2 separate regions of the Ovis aries genome follow, and region 1 is linked to region 2. Evidence: chromatin contacts called from public Hi-C data. All regions are on one chromosome and are shown on one strand. Each heading gives the region's core, a stretch centred on a gene start, on an enhancer-like site or on the middle of the called end of the contact. The rest is flanking DNA. Distances are from core to core; before and after follow the strand shown.

Region 1 (5,638 bases), core at 2,992-5,491, 54 kb after region 2:
TTTTATTTTTTCTTTAATCAGATTTGAGCAATGGCTGCATCAATTTGCTAATTTTCAGAATGAACAAAGCATGGTTCCGGCTAGTTTTTGTTTGTTTGTTTTTTTTTTTGGCTTGATTTTTCTAACAAAATTTTGCTAATGCAGCATAACTGCCTTCTCTTTGACTTCTGCAGCACTGTCATGAAGAGGGTGTTTATTTTTGGCTGAGCGGCATATGGAATAATAGTTCCACTGGGGATCGAACCCATGTCCCCTGCAACGAAAGCATGGAGTCTTAACCACGGGACCACCAGGGCAAGTCCCGAAAAGAGGGTCCTTTTTTTATTTTAAACAGAAACCTTCACGGGGTTCAGTGTGTTTTCCAGTGGCCTCTCTTAAACCTTTGGTATTCTTCTCCTTCATCACACCTGTCATGTTGTTATTCTTGCTTGTTCTCTCTTCCGTTATCTGATCTAACTTTGCCAAATATGTACTTTCTGGATTGGGAGCAATTCTTTCCCATGTTGGTTTTATCCACTTGGGGAAATCTTATCTCCTTAGCAAGATTTTGGGGATTTTACTTTGCAATTAATTTGCCTTGATTGGCAGTTAAAAAAAAATCACATATGACAATATACGGGTGAAATTATGGGTGAGATGGTCTCCAGCATTAAATGGGAAGAGATCATTTGACTTGGAAACCAATTTTATGAAAGTTGTTCATGGATTCTCATAGTTCTGATACTCTGCTTCTCTATGTAATGCTTGACTTTGGATCTCAGATAATGAATTCTCTGACAGTGAACACACCCCTTCACTGCTCCCCCCGCCCCCAAGCAAAATGAAGGGACATCAGTTGGATAAAAGGCTAATCTGAAGGCTTTTTGTTACTGCATTTGACCAAGGGCCAACGAAACGTTTCAACTCACATAGGTACCTGTTGGCCCTGCCTGAGAACCAGGAACCGGGAAACTTGTATTCTGTGTCAGTTGTGCACTGACTTGTTTCGTGACTTCAGACAATACTCCTCCCCTTTCCAGACCTGCAGTGGCTCATCTGTGAAATGAGGACACTCCTTGTCTTTGTAAATTATAAATTATAGAGTGTAAACAGAAGCATCACCGTCCTACCCACACACACTGGAAGCCTCTGCAGGGTAGTACCGTCTCCAGCACCAGGCTCCAGCATTCACAAGCCAAGAAAATGCCAACCAGAGAAGCAGCGTCTCTGCTTTGCTGTCCTGGCAGAGCTCCTTGGGATGCCAGCCAGGCATTTTTCTCACTCCTGGAAACTTGCCTTTCAGACTGTGGGGGAGAACGGTACCTGCCTAACCATTCTTCCCACTGCCCAGGCAGAGAAAGGGCACTTTCATATTTGGGGAGAAAAAAAAGGACCGTTTGCTGGTTTTGGCTGGGTACCTGGCTGGGGCTGGGGCTGGGGCTTTACTGTATGCCTTGCCTTGCAGATGCTGGATCCTCTGAGCAGTGCTGAAAACTCCTTGTCGGGAAGCTGCCAGTCCTTGGACAGGTCAGCAGACAGGTATGGGATTGTGGCTAGTTCAGGAGTTGGTGCACAGGCATTTTTGGAACTGATGAGCTAAGGAAATAGAGTTAGCTAGTGTGTGTGTCCCTGAACTAGACACTGGTCTGCAGGCCCATGGCTAGAACCTCATGCTTTTGGGAAAGAAACTTCTCGCTAGCATTCCGAGCCCTCTCCTTAATTTTCCAAACACCAGGAGAATGTTCTGTTTGTATAATTAGATGGATGTAATAGGTCATAGTAGCAGCTCACATGGAGAAATGCTGGCTCCGTTGTTTCCAGCACTTTTTATGTGTTTTGACTTCCCACATAATACATGGTAACCCTGGCCTCATTGCTGAGGTCTGGACTGAGAAGCAGTGGACCTTCGGTGTTTTGGGGACAAGATTGAATTATTACCTGTAGGTTTAATTTCATTTTTTTCTTTCCTCCAAGTTTTTCTGGTGGAAAAAGAAACTGGGGTATAAAAACCAGAAAACAAAATAATCCAGACTGCCTAGCTTACCACGCTGCCTGCTTGGTGTGTAATCTTATGCACCAGCTGTGTTCTTATTACACTTTGGGAGGGAACAAGTGCTGTCCTTTACACACCCCGTAGTCTGTGGAGCTGGTTCGTCAGTCAGCAGGGGTGTTTAGAGATGGCTTTGGCATTGATCCAGCCAGTCTCTCTCTTTGACCTCATCATGCCCAGGAGCACATTTTGACCGTGTCTGGCTGGGCTTAGGGCTGTGGTCAGAGGCCACTGAACAGTTCAGAGGGTTTTCTTCTCTTTGTGGAACTGATTAATTGCTCATACGGACAATCACCTTTGACCCTGGCCATGTCTGTACTGTGTCTCTTCTAACAGATCTGTGCTCTGATGAGCGTGGCCTCCCTCCAGGCATCATAGAGCACAGTTACAGTTGCTTGTTGGCATCCAATTTGAAGCCTTATTTTAGGCTTTCCAAGCAGAAGAGCAAGAAGGCACTGGTAAAAGTCCCAGCGTTGTTGCTGCAAACTGAGGGCTCTTCCAGGACAGGGACTAACTGTGGCTGTGAACTCTCTTCTGAGTTTTGTGGCCACGCTGGTGGGGAGGGGAGGTGTGGGACAGGACCACAAAAAGTCTGGCAGTTGGGAAGTAGAGGACAGTCCCTGCACCACTGCCTTGAGAGTTTCTGAGTTTTGATCTTCTCCAAAGGCACTCACACATGAGGGAAAAGGACCGTTCAGGTGGATGCTGGTAAAGATGACTCTCTTGATTCTTGAGTTTTTCCTGTGGCCCCATTGGGTTTGTTTTCATCTCCTTGGGAGTCAGACTCAGTGACCTGGACTTACTTCCTTGGGGCCCAGCATAACCGAAGGTCAGAGCTTTCATCTTCCCTTCATGGGACCTGGAGCCATATAGACCCAACTCCACCAAATATTAGTCGAATGCTTTGGACAAGTCCATTAACCTCTCTGTTCCTCAGTTTTCCATATCTCTAAGAGGGGATAGTGATGATTAGTCTGAAAGGAAGATCCTGGATGTTATTACTGTTTTTATGACTGCCCTGAGCAAGGGATCGTTTGCATTCTTCCTGTTACCAGAGTGGGAGGAAAGGGTAAGAGACAGCACTCTGCCCCCCAGTGGAAATCGGGAGCACTGGAGGGCCTCATTATGCAGGGTCCTGTCAGATGTGGGCCTCAGACTAGTGAAGAGAAAGGAAGCATAGGAAAGTTCTCTTGAACTCTGCTTCCTACTGTATAATGACATGTGTGGAAAGGAGTCAGAAAAAGCAGTGTGTCTGGGTATCCTGCCCTCTGACCTGGTGAGCTACTTTGGAGGGACCCTGAAATCTGCTGTGTGATTCATTTTGTTTTTCTAGCCCATCCTTCCGGAAATCACGAATGTCGAGAGCCCAGAGCTTCCCAGACAACAGACAGGAATTCTCGGGTGAGTTCTGCAGAGGGTGGGTGAGCACTGCAAGGTGTCTGCCCTGAACGGCTCAGGGGGGAAGAGAAGCCAGGACTGTATTTACTCTTCCTGGGGCCTGCTGCTCTGAGGTCTCAGGTGACCTGGAGGCTCCCCTGAGGCACTCACCAGGGCCTATCGGGCAGCCAGTGACCCCTCTCTCTTCCTCAGATCGTGAAACTCCGCTCTATGACAAAGGGGTCAAAGGTGGCACCTACCCCCGGCGCTACCACGTGTCCATGCACCACAAGGACTACAACGATGGTGAGTGCGCCTCTACGCTGCCCCCTGCTGGCCACCGCAGGAACAGCCACCGGAAGGGGGCGGCCGAGGCACTCCAGGCCCCACGTTTCCTGAGGAACTGCATTCAGGCTTGACAAGGCAGTAGAGTCAGGGTTTTTTAAAAAGTTCAGTTCAGTTCAGTTCAGTCGCTCAGTCGTGTCCAACTCTTCTGCGACCCCATGAATCACAGCACGCCAGACCTCCCTGTCCATCACCAACTCCCGGAGTTCACTCAGACTCACCTCCGTCGAGTCAGTGATGCCATCCAGCCATCTCATCCTCGGTCGTCCCCTTCTCCTCCTGCCCCCAATCCCTCCCAGCATCAGAGTCTTTTCCAATGAGTCAACTCTTCGCATGCGGTGGCCAAAGTACTGGAGTTTCAGCTTTAGCATCATTCCTTCCAGGGAAATCCTAGGCTGATCTCAAAAGGAGGATGGTATTGTAGATGGATACTGCCTCCAGGAACTCAGTCCTTTGTCTGAGGGCACGGAGTGCTCCAGGCGCCAACTCTCCACTGCCCTCTTCTGCCTCAGGCAGCAAACGGAATGGAGCGTCCACAGAGGTGTAGGGTTACGATGCCAAAGAAAACAGAGAGCAGCCGTGGGTGGGCCCCACGGTGTTGTGGGGCATGAGGGCCAGCCCTGTGCTTTCCCTTTGGCTGGTTTCCCTAAACCCCTTGGCTGCTTGCTGATTCCTACTTTTGTCCTGATCCTCAGGATGCTTGAGACATCATCCATTCTGGCCAGAGTCAGGTGGGAGGGAAGAGCGGATGGACTGGAGCTGGTGTTATGACCTGGTTGGCACATTTGGCCTTGTGCTCAGGGTTCTGACTTGCTCTTCTCTGGCCCCTGCACCCCTTCAGGCAGAAGAACATTTCCCCGAATACGGCGTCATCAAGGCAACCTGTTCACCCTGGTGCCCTCGAGCCGTTCCCTGAGTACAAATGGCGAAAACCTGGGCCTGGCGGTGCAGTACCTGGACCCCCGTGGGCGCCTGCGGAGCGCTGACAGCGAGAATGCCCTCTCTGTGCAGGAGAGGAGTGTGCCCACCAAGTGTGAGCAGTGCGCCCTGGCTGGGGAGGGCCTGCCTAGGGGATGCTTAGGGCGGGGGGCCAGCGAGTCCAATGGGCTGTTGGGCTCGGCGGGTGGCTGCCCTGGCCCATCCGTACCCAGGGGAAGAGCCTGAGGGGCCGCAGACCCCCTGGACCTTAGTCTTCACTCCACTGCGTGATGAGGCACTCCTCTCTGGCCTTCAGTTTCTCCACATTTAAACTGAAGAGTGATCTGCTTACTCCCTGACAGAATGAGCTATCGGGGGCCTTGGAAATATGAAGGTGTTTAATCAGTTCAGATAAGCATTTACCTGTGATTTTAGCCAGTCCTGTGCTTCTCAGGGCATGGGCCTTGAGGTCTGATTGGCCAGGACCCTGAGCCTGTTCCAGGTGAGGGTGGAGATGCTGTGCTGAGGTGTGATGATGCCGGGTGAGGGGCAGCTCGGGCCTTCGGACAATGAGGCAGGATGTCGGGAAATAAGTGTGTAAACTCTGATGCTCTTTCCTTCTGTTCTCCTGTAGCTCCCAGTGCCCCCATTAATTGGCGCCGGGGGAAGCTCCTAGGCCAGGGTGCCTTTGGCAGGGTCTATTTGTGCTATGACGTGGACACCGGACGAGAACTTGCTTCCAAGCAGGTGCAGTTTGACCCAGACAGTCCTGAGACAAGCAAGGTACTGCCTTCCCTATGGTCTGACTTCCAATTCCTCCTTCTCAACAAAATGCCTGTCTTGTTGCACAGACTAATTGCTTGAGATGCTACAGGTTGTTTCTCCCATTGTTCTTCCTCCCAAGCTCCTTTACCATCTACCCCGGTCCTAGGGAGAGATTAGCTGGTGTCAAAGTACCTAACCACCCAG
Region 2 (5,489 bases), core at 646-3,145:
AGGGGGGAGAGGATGGCGGGGGCCGACTCCTGTTGGGCCCGGATGGCCATGACAGAGTTTGGGTCTATTCTGTGTGTGATGGGAAGCCCTCGGAGGGTTGAGAGCAGGGAGTGACATGATGTTAATTACATTTTACAAGGATCACTTTGGCTGCTGTGTGGAGCATCATTTGTTAGGTGGCTGCAGAGGAAACAGGGAAACCAGTTAGGAGGCCAGGGCAGTCACCCAGTAGGTAGGGTGGTGGCTTGCACCAGGGTGTAAGTGGTGAGAAGTAATTGGATTCAGATACATTTTTAAAGGAAAGCTGAAAAGACTTGCTGGATGATTGGATAGAGGAATGTTAGAGAAAGAGTGAAATGAAGGAAGATGCCTCCTTGGTGTGTATTTTTACCACTGGGAAAACAAGAGCAAGGTTTTGTGGGGAAGGGGCAAAGAATCAAGAATTCAGTGTAAAACACATTAAACTGGAGTTGTATTTTAGACATTCCAAGAGATGCTGCTGAGTAGACCTTTGAATACAGGCAAATATTCCTAAATCTAAGATGTGGATTTAAAGGAAGAGGTCTAAAGTAATTCTTAAGAGATTTGATACCCAAGGTAAAGCCACCACTAAAGGTTCTTGGTTGACAGTTGAAAGCGACATCAGAGGAAGATGTTTTTGGCGTCTGATTTATCTTACACTGAACAGGGGCCCGAGGAAGGGAGCCCGGATTGTGGCGGCCTTGGAATCTGAAGATGGAGGTGTATAACATGCTGAACAATGAAGGCTGGGAAAATTAATTATGGTCATCTCTATTTTGAAATATCATGCAGTCAAGTACAATCGTTTTGGGAGACAATATTAAGTGGCACGGGAAAACGGGGTAAAATTTAAGCACACTACAAAACAAAATGAAGCCGTTTTTATCAAACGCTGTATATTCAGGTAGGAAAGAGACAAAATACCTCTGGGGTGGAGTTTCTGTTTTTTTCAATTTTAATACAAAGAGCTTGTGTTGCTTTTATGACCAGAAAAAAAGTTTTCTTCCCGAAAGAACCTCACTTAATGGTTTCGGCCCTGGCCAGCAGATTCCTAGGACCCACTTCCCGGCACTACCCCAGCCCCTTGGGGTGTGTGACTGTTGAGACCTAGGAAAAGGCAGGCAGTGGTGAACCGCTCCTGCCTCCGGGCAAGCGCAGCCTCTGGACCGGAGGACTTGCTTGGGGGTCCAGCGGCAGAGGTGGCCACACGCCGGGAAGCGCTCAGAGCCAGAACCCTCCCCGCTTATTACGCGCCGGTGTGGGGACACCAAGGGGCAGGACGTCAGCCTCAGGAGCCGCGGAGAGCTGGAAGGGCGGGAGGCAATGGGGCCCCTCCAAACGTCTTCCTAAACTCCAGCCCCAAAGTAGCCGGCGGGGAACCGCGCCAGCCCGCGCGCCAGCCGAGACTTGGGTGACTGACAGGAGGTGGGAATGTGGGCGGAGCCTCTAGCGCGAGCTGTGATTGGAAAAACCCACACCTCCGGGGAGAGAGGGCGGGCAAGTTTGCGAGGGATGCGCAGAGGAGGGTGCTCAGAGCCTTCTACGTGATTGGCTAGCAGCGGAGTGAACCGGGAGCTGTTCCGATGATTGGCAGAGGGTAGACAACCCTCCGAAACTGCTTTGGCTTCGCCTATTGGCATCCTGCGAGAGTAGGCGGGATTGGTTCATCGAGGGGTGCCGTTGATTAGCTGGCGGCTGAGAGTTAGGGTGTTGGAGAGAGCTGGGGGAGGAGGGGCGGTGGGGGCAGCGACTTCTTCCTTGTTATTGGGTGGTGAAATGAGTGAGGGGTGGCACCATGGGCCAGCGGCTGGCTAGGATTGGCGAGTGCTGGGGTGAGTGACAGGCAGGGTGGCGAGCTGCGCGACCAGCGGTTTGTTTTTCGGAGCGTTCCTGAGGTGGAGAACGGCGGCCGGACGGAACGACTTCGGGACTGAGGGACTGGCGGTCGGGCGGGCCGAGCGGCGCCGCCGAGGCCGGGCTGGGCCGAGCCGAGGAGCGCCGGGGATGTAGCGGGCCACCCTGCCCATGCCACAGCGCCCGGCCGCGGGCGGAGCCGGAGCCGGAGCCTGGGGAGGCGGCGGGGGCCCCGAGCGCAGCCCGCGCCCCCCGCGCGGAGCCAGGCCCGCTGCCGTCCCCGCCGCCCGGGCCCCCGGCATGCAGCTCCGGCTGCGGAGGTGACACTCGGGCCCGAGCCGCCGCCGCCGCCATCGCCACCATGGGTGAGTGTCGCCACCGCCCCGGCCTGTGCCCGCGCTGCTTCGCGTCGCCCCGCCCCGGGCTGAGGGGAGGAGGACCCTGGGCCGCCGCCTGACAGGCATGGACAGCCCGCCCGGCCGGGGCTGCGGACCGCCGGCGCCCGCCCGCCCCGCTCGGGCTTAGCGGCTTCGCGGCCCGGGTGGGGGTTCTGGCTCCCCCGGCCTTCAAGGGCGGCCCCGGTCCGCAGAGCCCACTTGGCCGCCTCTTTCCTGGCCGCGCGGCCAGCACATCCCGAGGAAGCGGCAGCGGGTCGAGGGCCCGTGCTCGGCGGAGCAACGCGCTCCGGGCCGAGCGAGCGGGACCCCGAGCCCGAGGGCGGGGGAGCGCGAGCGCAGTGTGGGGCCCGGGCTGGAGGCTGGTGCAGGCCTAGCTGCTGTTGTGTCTTTTCCTTGATTTGCTTTTTTTTCCTGCCTGTGTCATTTCCTTCCCTTTGCTCACACAGGCCGGCCTGTGAGAGTTCCCGGGGCTTGCTCTCTAGCCCTGTGCGCGCCCCAGCGCAGGGGGGAGGGCGTGCGGGGAGACAGGCTGCGAGGTGATTAAAATGGCAATCACTGTTATCAACCGCGCGGTTGAGAAATGCGAGCTGCACGCAGACTGCTGGAGTTTGGGAATCGGCTGCCAGTGATAATACACATCCTACTCTTTGAAAAATCTCGTTGCAGTGTTTTACATCCATTAGTTTAATCTAGCGGTGTCCCTGAAATTATGTAACTTTTGAAAGAGAGAAACATTCACTACACAAAAAAATCTCTGAAATCATTTCCTTTTTAATCGATGGTTGCAATTTCTGTTGTGAAGATGTAGTCTAAGGAACGTTTTAATGTCTTCCACACGCAGCATTTGAACTGAATTATATTTCATGTCCTTTGTGGTAATTTAGCAGACGACTATTGGAGTTCATTAAGTAGCAGTAACATGTTCGATGTACTTTGCTTCTCTTGTTGGATCAGTTATTTTGATACAGTTGTCTGCAGTGGCAAGTTTTGCAAAGTATTTGTTATTGTCCTAATTAATCAAGGGGTAAACTTCAGTTAAGGGGTCATTTGCACAGCCACTGATTCCATCTGTGAAGAGGGAACATTAATGTTTGCTTTGCCCTATGGCAAGGTCAAGTCGTTTTTGTAGGAGGCTGAGTGTTTGCTGTGTCACATTGGGCAGATAATCTTTTGTGGCCCATCTTTACACTCTGGCTTTGAATGAATTGCCTTGTTCTGTTCCATGCTGCCCCTCTACAGTAAGGAATGGGTTCCTTCATTTATTGGGCTGTTTCCTTCCCATGCTTTATTTCAGAAGTGCTTGCTTTTCTGGGCAAAGTCTGTGACAGCAAGCAGAAAACGAACTCAGTGAGGCCTGGTATTTATTGAATAAATACGTAATTCAACAAATACTCGTTGAGCATTTACTGTAAATGGGGTACATAATTCTTCTTGTCCTCCCCAGGTTTCGCACATTTATCTTGTGCTCTGGAATTTGATGATCACACTAAATCTTTGAATTGATTTGTGAACCTACATTTGTGATAATCTTTCTAATCAGTCTTTCCTTTTTATCCTGCGGGGACAGGCTTAAATCCCAAAGGGGAGTGTGAATACTTAAGGGTGTGCAGACCTCCTATTTTCCACTTTCTCGAGTGCTGAATCAGTGTCCAGATATGTTGACTACATTTCGTGCCTAATAATAAAATAGAGGTCAGCCTGTTTTCACATTTCAAAATCATTTCAAAAAACGTAAATGTGTGAGCATATGGAGAGACAGTGATGGGGACGAAAGGAACTATGTAGATAGGGTCCAGAGCCCCAAAGGAAAAAGGACCAAAAACTCAATATCTTCTCATTTGGTCCCATGTCAGTTTTTACGTGAAGAAAGTGAGACAGTGAGGGGGAAATTAACTTGCCTGGTGACTGCAGTATATTAATCGGCAGACAAGCTGATTTAAGAACCCCTGCCTGGCTTTCTTCACCACTCTTCCCTCATACCATTCTCACTTTCTTTTAAGCAGATGACCTTGGCATGCACCTAGAACTAGTACTGAATTCTTTTAGAACCTGACCTTCAGTTTGCTTTGTATAGGGCTCAGCAAGGGTGTATGTACAAACACGCACGGAGTCTCTCTCTTAAGTACTGGTTTCCATTTTGGTGATATAAATGATGAAAAGTCAGATTCCCAGGTTAGCATGCGTTAGTTGCTGTATGTAGTCCTAAATAAGTTCAAGGGGTAATAAGGGAGAAACATAGACTTATTAGTATTTTATTATACTTGTTAAACTCCAGCCCAGCGAGGAAAGGGGTAAAACTAATTTGAGTTCCTGCCCTTCAGGTTCCTTGGTTAACAGTCATATTTTCCTGAGCTGTTCTAAGCCCCAGACTCAAGCTTGTTTGACAGCTTGGGTTGGTAATGAAAACAGGTCAGATTTTATATTGGCAGTTAGCCCCAGTAACTTTCTAGTGGAAATTACACTTATCCTTGTAAATAATAGGAAATGCTCTCTTTGTTTGTTTTTGGCCTTTTTTTTTTTTTTTGGCTTTGATATTATGTGGTTATTAAAAAAATTGAAAATTGACTGGTCGTTTTTTCTTGGTCACACCAAAATTCCCTCCTGGTTTTAGTAATTATAGTGGTAAATGCTGCTAATTACACCTAAGGTTAATTTGCTAGTGTTTACTTGGGCTCTATAAATGCAATCTAAAGTTTGGTGGGAAGTATTACTGAAAAATATGTAACAACTTGGAAACATTACAGGAATGTGAACTGAGTGTAGGATTTAGGATGGTGTGGTTCTGGTTTGATAACTTGGTTTGAAGTCAGAATCATTGTTTCAAGGCTGTTGGAAGCTCCCAGTTATACCAGTCTCAATTCAGTTTGGCTAGAATCTGACTGCCTGTGTAGATCTAAGTAGTTGGCAACTGTTTGTTAATTGAAATTGGGATCATAGTTTAATGACTCAACATGGCTTTGTCACGACTAGACTTCTGATGTTTTACAAAATTATGGTTGGCTTTAAAACTGAATTTTAGGCATTTATAAAAAGTAAATATCAGTCCAACTGGGCACGACTTAGTGAAATACACAGGATAAGAAGCCGTTTTCTTCGTTCTGACTATATCTAAGCTATCCATTTTTCCTTTGCCCCTTTTATTGAACATCTCTTCTGTGTCAGATACAGTACATGGCCCTGTGTATGTATTTATCCTGTATTTAAGAAGTTATAGTT

The links. A called contact is a pair of places that touch in the nucleus more often than the background predicts.
Region 1: a contact with region 2 is called in a Hi-C map of blood, with 2.2 times the contacts expected there. The contact joins the enhancer-like site here to the promoter of MAP3K3 in region 2. A contact is called at or near these places in 5 of 16 Hi-C or Micro-C datasets (blood, liver and omental adipose tissue).

What each region holds. Positions count from the first base shown.
Region 1 is chr11:47,692,295-47,697,932 of ARS-UI_Ramb_v3.0, forward strand. MAP3K3 (mitogen-activated protein kinase kinase kinase 3) reads left to right here. Exons shown (of 16, transcript XM_027974351.2): 8 at 1,445-1,506; 9 at 3,363-3,430; 10 at 3,620-3,712; 11 at 4,593-4,784; 12 at 5,304-5,452. Among named protein-coding and RNA genes, the nearest start is that of LIMD2, 15 kb to the right of the region's middle. Within about 2 kb of position 4,242, at least 18 of the 54 cell types and tissues checked have an H3K27ac peak or open chromatin away from gene starts, as enhancers often do. A contact at or near this core is called in liver, where this site is marked.
Region 2 is chr11:47,640,919-47,646,407 of ARS-UI_Ramb_v3.0, forward strand. MAP3K3 (mitogen-activated protein kinase kinase kinase 3) reads left to right here and starts at 1,896. Exons shown (of 16, transcript XM_027974351.2): 1 at 1,896-2,240. The coding sequence starts at 2,237.